Regions from separate parts of the Sus scrofa genome. Here all the other regions are linked to region 1. Evidence: chromatin contacts called from public HiChIP or PLAC-seq data. All regions are on one chromosome and are shown on one strand. Each heading gives the region's core, a stretch centred on a gene start, on an enhancer-like site or on the middle of the called end of the contact. The rest is flanking DNA. Distances are from core to core; before and after follow the strand shown.

Region 1 (3,733 bases), core at 863-3,362:
GGAGAGAACCCTTGAACTGAGCCATGGGCAAGGCCATGTTCCCCCACCAAGAACTGTATCCGTTCAGAAGACCATGGGAAGGAGTAGGGTCCAAGACTCAACCCCAATCAACTCATCTTGGGAGGAAATTCTTTCTTTGAACCCATTTTACCATTCAGTGGGAGATCTGGGGGTCCAAACTATCATTGGGCTCAATCAGATCCAGATTCAATTTAAGCACAGAGTAAGATTAACATCTCCCAAGCCCAGAAGCTCCAAATCCTGATACCATTGATGATTAAAGACAAGATTTTCCCCCAGGGTGATAAGTTAGTACAACCCACATGATATTAGCAACAAGTAAATGACCTATTAGCATCAAGTTCAAGAAAAAGAAAAAACAAGAGCATTAATCACAATGCTTGTTTAATGATGATCCTCAAATGACTTTTTTTTTTACATTTCATTAATACTTACTACATTTTGCAAGTCTAAACTCCTGTTAGAAACACTGGTGGCTGAAAATGTCAATAGTTTATTCATTTAGAGAAAAGAAGCATTAGTAATTACCAGGGGACCAATAATTTGTATGAAATGAAAACCCTGATGTTACTTGAGGTCAAAAACTTTCTAGTAGTAAAACAGCTACTACCATTCATGAGAAAAATAGATTTTTATATAAGCTGAGATATCCATTTATATTTAATTGTTGGAGTCTGAATTTCTTTGCAAAGCTCTTTGAATAATAACTTAGATAAAAAACAGCTTAATAAAAATCCTATAGTAGATTACAGAGCAGCCAATATATAAAATAACTACGCTTTCTTTTCAAGCAGGGTCTAGGAACCTGAAGATGTTCTCTGAGTTATAGGGAGATTCAGGCTAAATTTTAAAGATGTTTAGCTATGGGTGGTTATTTTTTTTTTAAATGTGGTTTGATCTGTAAATTAAAAGCAGAGTTTAGTAGGCATTACACACACAGAATGGTTGCAAAGTCCTGATTTTAAAGTTTATTAACTTTGAATACATAAGTTTATTAGCTTATGAAGGACACAAAAATCACATGAAATTATATTCCACATTATTTTGTTGATCCTTTTTAAATTTTTAAAAATTTTTTATTTTTATTATTTTTTTCTTTTTAGGCATATGGAGGTTCCCAGGCTAGGGGTAAAACTGGAGCTGCAGGTGTAGGCCTACACCATAGCCTGAGCAACACCAGATCTGAGCTGCATCTGTACCTGTGCCCCATCTGCCTCCTACACCAGATCCTCAACCCACTGAGTGAGGTCAGGAATCGAACCCCCATCCTCACAGACACTATGTCGTGTTCTTAACCTGCTGAGCCACAACAGGAACTTATTTTGGTGAACCTTACTAATATATATTTTTTAATATTTACCACTCTTGGTAAATATTGCTGGCTCATTGTATTTAAGGGACACAATAGTTAAAGATGTCTTTAATTCCTAAATGATCATGACTGAATTATGTGCCGACCTTCTTTGCCCAGCCCCCACCTTGCCGTCCTAGGTCATAGTTCTCTCTTTTTCTTAGGCAGTGGACCAAGACAAGTGGACTGACCACTGGCTTTTCACGGATCTGACTCGTTCCTCCAGGGCCTGACACAAACCACAGGTGATGCCAGTGCCCAGTGGACCAGATCCAACCACCCTGAAGACTCAGGAGAGGGCAGGGCAACAGAGCAACCCTGGATATCCCAGCAGGGTATGAGTCATGGGACAAGCTCCATGTAAGGGGCAACAAATAGGAAAACTGAGCCAGGGAGACAGCATGGCAGTAACACCTGCCCTTGTGTCCTGAGAACCCAGTTCAAAGAACACATCATGTACTTGATTGACTAATACCCACTGGTTTGCCCAAGAAAGGTTAGTGCTTTGGCTCTGGGTTCATTTCACCCTTGAAGGAGTAGGCCTATCCCCGCTCCTTTTTCAGTCAAACAGGGGCAGTCAAGAGATTATCAAAGGCATTATCCAAAAGCCTTAATGAGATGGGACAAAGTTATACCAATAACCAAACTGGAAGGAACAGAAATCATTTAGTGCCCCCCACTGCCTTCTACAGTGAATGGTTAAGTAGCCTTTTCCAGCAGCCAGAGTGCAGGGCCAGAAGCATCACATGTAAGTGCCAGGAGGTGCTGGACCTCCTGACTAACCCAGGTTTCTAGACTGTCTTCCTCGGTTGCGTGGCATTTCCCACACTTGCTTAGCATATTTTCACTTTCACAAAGGGGATGGAATGGTGGCACCAACCAGACTGGAAAGAAATGTCATCTTGCCTCCTACCCTCTATCTGCTCTGTGGGACCAATTTCTTTACCAGCTGAAAAGGGATCTGAGCTACAGCTTAAGAACCTCCTCTAAACTCTGGTAACTCTTTGATAGTGACCTCCACCTGCTGCCCTCTACTGCCCTGGCCCTCTCCATGAGCCTTCTCACAGGCAATGTGACAACATCTCAGATCCGCCACCTGCCAGGAGCTAAAGCAGTGTCCTCCCTGCCCGATAGGCAGGGAGAGGCAGCAGAGAGCACCTTCTACAGGGCCCCAAAGACCCTGCTATGCTTTTCTGCCGAACCACAGAGACTCAGCCAACTCCTGGTACTTCCACTTTCCATGTCATACAAAGAAAACTTAAGAGAAATGAAAGTATAATCGCAATGTGCAAAACTCACTGGAGTGGAGACACAAAGTGTTCCTTAAATATGTCGGTTATAGAAAGCAACAGATATTCTCACAAGAAGAGAAAATTGTGGCCTCCGCATTTTAAAAATCAAGTTTCATGCCCCAAAGTGCAAATATATTCACAGCTGGTTAGGGCTCCTAGTGGGTTTTATCTTATTATGGAGAGTGAATTTCTAAAACTAGGATCATGTTTTTTAAACTTTGTTTTTCTTTTTGGCCACACTCACAGCATATTGAAGTTCCCAGGAATCGAATCCAAGCTGAAACTGCGACCTACACCACAGGTGCAGTAACGCCAGATCCTTAACCCACTGCACCACAGAGAGAACTCCCTTAAACATTTCTTAAACTTCACTTTAAGAAAAAGAAAGATCTTGTGGAATAAATGGTTATTATTCACTTATCTGACAAGTATATTCTCTCTTATGCTCCCCTCTCACCTTTTTTTTTTTTTAAGACCTACCTAGGTGCCTTCACAGGTGTTGTGAGGCCAGTCATATTACTTCCCACTTGTACCCCACTTCTTTGCTTTTATTATTTATGTTTATAAACTCTTTTCTGTCCAGTTTCCTCCACAAAATTCCTCCTGAGTTATCAACACTTCTTTTGAAATAAACAACATTTATTCAAGTTTTAACTTAAATTTATTTTTACCAATTTAAAGCAACATTTAAAAGCTTTGTGCCCTGGGGGCAGTGGGGGAGTGTATACTGCAAAAAAGTCTGTGTACCTTTCTGCTTTATTTTTTTCTTATTCAAAGACTCACATGTTAAATTGCTCTAATATTAATGATACATCTTGCTTAGGTTAGAAAGCAAGATTCTGACAGGCTTTTATAATTCTGGTTGTCACTATTCCTTTTGACAAGGAAGGCTGTGATTTAATTATTAAGGCTTCTTCACAAAGATGAATAAATGTGTTACTGGGTATTTTGGTAAGTCAATGATATCAGTATATTTACCTACTGGGAACATGCTGATAAAAATTGTTTAAAGACAATTGGTGAAGAGTATTACCTTCATATGAAGACTGGTGAGATTTAAACTCAAGTC
Region 2 (3,733 bases), core at 638-3,137, 320 kb before region 1:
ATCCCCGCCTTTAAAACTGCGCAGTGCAGGCGCACCATAGTCTGGCCTCTGCGTCTGCAGGGTACGCATGCGCCTTTCAATTTGCTCTGCTGCTGGTCAAATGCGCAGATGTGGACCCCCCAATACGAGTGCTGCCTGTGTGGGTTTGTTTTTTTTTTTAATTTTATAATGATTTTTTTCCCCATTATAGCTGGTTTACAGTGTTCTGTCAATTTTCTACTGTACAGCAAAGTGACCCAGTCACACATACATGTATATATTCTTTTTTTCTCACATTATCATGCTCCATCATAAGTGACTAGATAGAGTTGCCAGTGCCTGACTGTGTTTTTAAGTCTAGAGGGAGACTCACTAAATTAACAGTGTTTACTGTAAGGCGAGGAAAAGTTTCAAAACCCGATCTTAACTCTTCTCAAAGTGGGATTCCTAAGGGGATAAGTTTGGAAGCAGCAAGGCTCAGTTTCACCTGGAATGTATCAACACACGCCCCCCTGCAGTTCATAGCCCCTGTACTCTGTTGAATTGTGCAGTGGCAAATCCTTGTTGATAGGTTTTCGCTGATACCCAGAGGAGGAGGTTTCATTTTCTGCTATAGTACACACTGCTGTATTATTTAAATTCAGTATGACACCATGCACACCAAGCGCACATCACCTATCTGTCAAAATTTAGTTCATCTCCATACTGAGCATCTACTATTGCCCCGTACTAAGTGCTGGGAGAGAGAGGCAAAGATGGATAAAAATCCCTGCCCCCAAATATCACAGCCCATGGCCAAGAGTATCATTTTTCAGGAATTCTCTTTTGGCTCAGCGGGTTAAGGATCCCGCAGTTCTCACTGTGGCAGCTTGGGTTGCTGCTCTGGAGCAGGTTTGCTCCCTGGCTGGGGAACTTCCAAATACTCCAGGCAGGGCCAAAATATATTTGTAAAATTATTTAGTTGGATCACCCAGCTTGGTCATGTCAATTTGGTCTGAAAAACTGTTGACTCTTTACAAATATCAAAATCTTCCCCAAAGAACAGAACCCTAGAAAATTCTCAACATGAGGAATGGAATAGGAAAGTCTAGAGCAAAAATAGCCGATAAAGTCCTTGCTTGCCGGGGAGGCTTGGCTAGGACTCTCATTTATATGCTGTGTAAATTTTGGCACCAAAATAGAAGTCAACCTTATTTTCTTAAAACTGTAGTTCATAGTTCCATTGCAACCCCTTTTTCTTAAAACAAGTATTTTTGTAACACTGCCCTTACTATCCGGAACTGAAATTCACAGCTAGTATAATATACCTACGAAAAATTTTTTCTAAAAATCAGCATATTGTTCTGGCATATAAAGGAAAATAAGACACAGTCAACAGTATAATATGTATGTCATGGGAGTTCCCCTGTGGCTCAGTGGTAACAAATCTGACTAGCATCTGTGAGTACTCAGGTTCCATCCCTGGTCTCGCTCAGTGAGTTAAAGGATCTGGCGTTGCAATGAGCTGTGGTATAGGTTGCAGATAGGGCTCTGATCAGGTGTTGCTGTGGCTGTGGCATAGGCCGGCAGCTGTAGCTCCCATTCAACCCCTAGCCTGGGAACTTCCATATGCTGAGGGTGTGGCCCAAAAATGCAAAAAAAAAAAAAAAAAAAGTATAATATGTATTTCAGTATGAAAGTGCTCAGCTGATTCAAGAATCAGTGAGTAGTCAAATGTTTGTACCTACTTTTCATGAATTTTACTTTTCATGCCTGGATTTCAGAGGAGTTAGACCACATTTAACTGAATATTGTTGACCCTTTTACCTTATACTTGCTATTTCCAAATAAGGGCTAGACAGGCATACAGAGACTCTCCATGAATGAAATAGCTAAAAGTGAAGACTGATGCAATTATGTGGCTCTGGTGACTCAGATCTTGAGAGTGGTGCTGCCATTAATGACATAATTTTCCAAAATGGCAAAGTACTCTTGGTAAAGTGCTAGAGACTTCCTTCCATTTTTATAACAGTGGCATTCCTGGGAAGCTCAGTGGCTGGTGGAAAAAAAAATTAGGATCTATGCTCAGAAAATGAAAAATAAGTTCTCACTTGTGTCAGTTGTGGGGCATTTTAAATCCTGACAGGACACAAGACAACTCTTTGCCCCACAGGCCTGTCTCACCCTGCTCCCCAAAGCCAGAAAGCCACAAGACTTCCCCATCTCTACCCCCACAGCCCTGCAATCCTTGTAAAAACCAAAAGCAATGTCACAAGGAAACCTCGCCTAAGGATGGTGCCATCCCCATTGAGAAACACTTCCTTGCCATCACAACCCTTAAGAGAATTTCAGGTCTTTTGGTCACTCTTTGGGTTACCAAGGGGCCTACTCTGAACCCTATCACCCAGATGGGAGTCAGAGGGTCAATAGGAGTCAGAGAAGCAGCAGTCAGGCAAGTGGAGGGGCCTGAGAAGAATTGATGGTGACTCTGGAGAGAAGAGATATGTCCCTGTGAATGACAGGCTGAACCTCAGGCAGTGGGCGACACTCCAGCTCCAGAGAGCACACCTTACTGATGGCAGGAGGGCACACAGCCAGCAGATGACAGAACAGAGAGAGGCCTTGCATGTAAGAACAAGAAGGTGAGCTGAAGCCACAGGAAAGCATGGGCCCTGGAGCACCCACAAGGCCACCCACAAGACAAGACCCCAGTAGGAGGATCACAGTCTAAGGACAGTTCCAGAAATTGACAGAGAGCTGAATAGAGGGAACAGAGGGCATTGGCTAAGAACTTGGGCTCTGGGAACAGATGGGTTCAAATCTCAGCCTTGCCACTGCTGAGAAGTGTGACTTTGGGCCAGTGGTTTGACCTCTCTTTGCCATCTGTGAAATGGGCACCAACAGCAGTCCCTACCATGCAGGGTTGTTCTAGGGGTGTGATGACATCATAGGGAAGATGCTTAGCAGGCTGCTTGGTGGCCAGCAAGCTGTTCAAGAGCAGGATTCTGTCCAGCTCTGCTGCCCTTTGAACCTGGAGAACTTCACATGGAGGAGCCACAGTTCAGTTTTAGTCAAGGGAACCAGGGGTGCATGTGGAAGGCAGCCATTCTCCCTGTTATGAAGGAGCCAGTTTCTGGGTGGAGGTAGGAAGGGGGGCTTGGTTCTTTTATGTGTGTGTGTGTGTTTTGTCTTTTTTTAGGGCCACACCCATGGCATATGGAGGTTCCCAGCTAGGGGGTCTAATGGGAGCTATAGCTGCCAGCCACAGCCACAGCCACAGCAATGTCAGATCCGAGCCGCATCTGTGACCTGCACCACAGCTCACAGCAACACCAGATCCTTAACCCACTGAGCGAGGCCAGGGATCAAACCACAACCTCGTGGTTCCTAGTCGGATTCGTCTCCGCTGCATCACAATGGGAACTCCGGGGCTCAGTTCTTTACTGGGACACCAGATCACAGGCAGAACAAGAAGAGGAAACCACATCACCTGAGTAACAGAACCAGGGCTCCCCAAATCTCTGGTCTCAGTGCTTGGGGGTCACTGAATGCCCAGGAGAAAGCCTCACAGCCCCCATATCCGTGAAGGGAGAGCTGTGGGACCAGAGAGCTGCAGGTGAGTGAAACCCAGGGAGGAAGCCTTAGCTAGACACAAAGGAACCTGCAGCCATGTGACCACAAGACAAGTCTGGGGGTCTGTCTCCTTCCCTCTGGGAACAGTCCACATCAGAACTAAAGGTACCAAGGGAGGGGAAAGTAGGCTAGCCCTGGCCCC
Region 3 (3,733 bases), core at 616-3,115, 300 kb before region 1:
ATCCCTCCCAATCTGTAAGTTAAATGACTCACAATTTCTTCCAAGGGTCCTTAGCCCTGAGCAAACAGGAGGGGATCCTACTTGTAAACTTTCTCTCCCACTGCTGACATGGAATGGCCACCTGATTTGTTTTTACAGGATAAGTCCCCAGCAAGCACCATCTAAAAAGACAGAGCAAACCCTAAAAAAGTGCTTCTCGAAGTGTGGTCCCTGGACCAGCAGTGTCAGTAGCACTTTTGATTAGAAATGCATACTCTGGGCCCCACCCCAGACTTGCAGAATCCAAACCTGCATTTGAATGAGATCTCCAGTTGATTGATCAATAATGAAAACAAGGCAATTGCTTTAGTGAAAAGGACCGTGAAGTATATAAAAGAGAATGACGTAACAGTGACTGGGAAGAGGCTACTTCCCAGAGCAGCTATTCTCAGACTTTTTGGTCGCAGGCTCAAATTGCACTCTTAAAGACTGGTGAGGATCCTAACCAGCTTTGTTTATGTGGGTTCTATCTATCAGTATTTACCATGTCAGAAATGAAAACTAGTAATATTTACAAACATTGTTAATTCACCTTAAAATAATAAACTTTGGAAATTCCCATTGTGGCTCGGCGGTAACAAACCTGACTAGTACCCATGAGGACTCAGGTTTGATCCCTGGCCTTGTTCAGTGGGTTAAGGATCTGGTGTTGCCGTGAGCTGTGGTGTAGGCCGGCAGCTGCAGCATCAATTAGACCCCTAGCTTGGGAACTTCTGTAGGCTGCAGGAGCAGCCCTAAAAAAAGAAAAAAAAAAAAAAAAAAAAAATTAAAATAAATAAATCTTACCTATATATAAAACATATTTTATTAAAATGGTCATATTTTCTATTTTTTCTTTCCTTATTCTTTTTAAAAAATTTCATTAGCCTTATTTTCTAAAACTAAAAGAATTAATAAGAAGAGTGACATAGGTTCACATGCTTGCAAATCCCTTTAAATGTCTGCCTTAATAGAAGAAGTCTAGATACTCATACCTGCTTCTGCATTCAGTCTTTTGGAGCATGATATGTCATGTGAACTCTGGAAAACTCCACTGCACACATAAGAGAGAAATAGTGAAAAAGGCAAATACCCTCCTAGTTTTGCTATAAAAATAGTTTTGAGTTTGGGTATTCCCCCACCCCACCCCCACACACAGAGGGTGGGTCCTGGACCACACTTGGAACTGGTGATGTGTTGTGATATAGCAATGGAGAAAGGCCTCACAGTGTGGGGGCGTGTAAAGAGCCATCTCCATGATAAAGAGTGGGATGACTTCTCACTTTAAAACAACCCTAGAGGGAGTTCCCCTTATGGCCCAGCAGGTTAGGAACCCGACTTGTATCCAGGAGGTTTTGGGTTTGACCCCTGGCTTCGTGTTGACCCCAGCTATGACGTAGGTCACAGATTTGGCTCAGATCTTGAGTGGTTGTGGCACAGGCTGGCAGCTGCCTAGTCCGGAAACTTCCATATGCCACAGGTACAGCCCTAGAAAGAGGAAAACAAACCAAAAACCCCCCAAAACCTAGAGATCGTTCAATGAGGGTGTCAATTCGACTTTTGGTTCCGACTTGGACCTAAAGGAGCTGCAAAACAAATGACAGGTCCCTTGTCCTCTCTGAGCCTCGGTTTCCTGGTCTGTCTTTTTTTTTAGGAGGGTGAACTCTTAATATTACAGCCCCCACTCCACCACCCACCTCCCTCCCTTTGGGAGGTCCCAGCGGGAACTTTAGAGCAACCTTATCTTCTGCCCAGCAGAGGGCGATGGAGACCAGCTCTGGCTGCACCATCTCCACCCCGGAGGCCCTTTACCGCCTTGCTGTGTAGAGACACAAGGTTCCCTCGTGATCCGGGCGGTTTACTTGGCATCATCTGGCACCAGGTATCTCAGGCAACCTGGGCCCTCTCCGGGGAGCGGTTGAGAGCCGCCAGAGCCCTTCCCATTGATCCAAACGTGGCCAGGTTGGGAGGCTCGGATTTTCCTGAGAAGTCTGGGAAGAGCAGAGGGGGAGAACTGGTTTGGGCATTTCCCCGCCCCCCCCCCCCCCCTCCACTGGGCCTGTCAGTGAGAAAGCACCCAGGAGCTGTTGACTCTGCACAGGGAAAACCAGGCGGGGTGGCCGGAAGGGAACAAGACGGAGCGCAGCGCCAACTCTCCCCCGGGGCTGCCTGCCTGCAGGCACGGGGCTGCGCTTGCATCAGCGCTGCCAAGGCTGGGGCCAGGGCCGCCCGCGACGTCAGCCGCCTTCCCAGAAGAATTCCACCGCCTGCGGCCTGGGGCCGGCCCGCGTGGGGGCGGGGGCTTTTGGTTTCGGAGGATGACACCACTTGCTTGCTGCCTCTCCTCGCCCGCACTCCGTTGTCATGGAGACGACAGCATCCTGGTAGCCTTGGCGAAGCCAACCCGCCCTCGAGAAGTGACCCGGAGCACGGCCCACTCAGGAAACCACTGGCTCTAGGATGCTCGCGCAGGGGGACAGGGCTGCGCCTCCCGGATTTTCCCCTGGGGGCGCCCTGCAGGGCCACCTTCCTTATTCTACAGGATTATCAAGATCTCGAAGCACTCTCACCAAGTGTCTAGAAACATCCCTGGGCGGGGAGGCGCGCGCGGGGCGGGAGGGGGGTGAAATCGGAAGACCAAAAAGGAGCCCTAAAACAACCTGTATGAGGCAGAACTGATTTTTCAGTCCTTTAAGTTTTTGCTTTTTTTTTTTTTTTTTTTTTTCTTTTCTTTCAAGGAGCAGTTTCTAATGATTATCTTCAAAAGATTCTCTGGCTGAAGCTACCCTCAGTGAAGCAGTTTGTTTTAGTTCGCTTTGGCAAGCTAATTGAGCACCTAGACTGTGCCAGGCTAAGGGAGTGGGGGTTGATAATAATAGTGGGGCGTTGAACACGTTCAACCAGACATAGAAGTGAACTCATTTATTCTTTCCCACAACCTTAAGAGGTAGGTCTTGTCCCATTCTAGAGAAGAAAACTCAGAATATCCAGTAAATCTGAGACCGATTAGGGGGTAAAATCAGAACTGAATCCTAAACCAGAGATCTTAACCATTACCAAGCAGCCTCTGGAACCATGAATTAAAATGGTGGGTATGACCTTTAGTCTCTGGAACCAAGACTGCATTTTTTTACTGCGCGGAGACCATGCATTTAATTTTTAATTCTGTGTGAATAATAACTGAGAAGGTCAGGACAAAAATAATCCTAAAAAAGGAATAAGGCTTATATAATAATAACAAATGCAGCTAACACTGAATACCCACTGTACATCAGGCACCCACTAGTCATTACCACTCTTGGTACAACAACTCTCTGAAGTCAGTTCTATTACTTTGGACCCTGCTTTGCAAATGAGGAAACTGAGGCACAAACTGGTGAAGTAATTTGTCCGAGTCCCATAGCTGGTAGATTAATACTTGGTAACTAATAAATTCGTGTGAGGATCCAGAGTGGACATTCAGTACAATTGCACTCAGCTTTGGAGAGAGTGGAGAGAAAGCACTATACACAAACACCTCAAGAAAAGCATATTTATTCAGACCATTTCCATCTAAAATGTATTATAATTTTAAAGCAAGCTAGGGTAGGGTAACTTTTATCCCCATGGGGAAAAAACATTGCTAAGCAAATACTGTAAACAAGGTGAGAACAATTCTGCAGGATATTTTAGAATTCAGAAAGCACTTTCCAGAGTTCCCATTGTGGCTCAGCAG

Evidence for each region. HiChIP or PLAC-seq counts read pairs in DNA pulled down with a chosen protein or histone mark.
Region 2: a contact with region 1 is called in an H3K27ac HiChIP or PLAC-seq map of alveolar macrophages, with 6 times the contacts expected there. The contact joins two enhancer-like sites. A contact is called at or near these places in 8 of 47 Hi-C or Micro-C datasets (alveolar macrophages, blood, embryonic fibroblasts and 2 more) and 2 of 2 datasets of contacts at active chromatin or transcription factors (alveolar macrophages and skeletal muscle).
Region 3: an H3K27ac HiChIP or PLAC-seq map of skeletal muscle shows a contact between it and region 1. The contact joins two enhancer-like sites. A contact is called at or near these places in 1 of 5 promoter capture datasets (liver), 32 of 47 Hi-C or Micro-C datasets (adipose tissue, alveolar macrophages, blood and 16 more) and 2 of 2 datasets of contacts at active chromatin or transcription factors (alveolar macrophages and skeletal muscle).

The regions. Positions count from the first base shown.
Region 1 is chr13:61,273,935-61,277,667 of Sscrofa11.1, reverse strand. The region is part of intron 39 of ITPR1 (inositol 1,4,5-trisphosphate receptor type 1); the gene reads right to left. Among named protein-coding and RNA genes, the nearest start is that of ITPR1, 210 kb to the right of the region's middle. Within about 2 kb of position 2,112, at least 14 of the 83 cell types and tissues checked have an H3K27ac peak or open chromatin away from gene starts, as enhancers often do. A contact at or near this core is called in alveolar macrophages, liver and skeletal muscle, where this site is marked.
Region 2 is chr13:61,596,480-61,600,212 of Sscrofa11.1, reverse strand. No RefSeq gene overlaps it. Among named protein-coding and RNA genes, the nearest start is that of ARL8B, 42 kb to the left of the region's middle. Within about 2 kb of position 1,887, at least 4 of the 83 cell types and tissues checked have an H3K27ac peak or open chromatin away from gene starts, as enhancers often do. A contact at or near this core is called in alveolar macrophages, where this site is marked.
Region 3 is chr13:61,570,588-61,574,320 of Sscrofa11.1, reverse strand. No RefSeq gene overlaps it. Among named protein-coding and RNA genes, the nearest start is that of BHLHE40, 44 kb to the right of the region's middle. Within about 2 kb of position 1,865, at least 66 of the 83 cell types and tissues checked have an H3K27ac peak or open chromatin away from gene starts, as enhancers often do. A contact at or near this core is called in alveolar macrophages, liver and skeletal muscle, where this site is marked.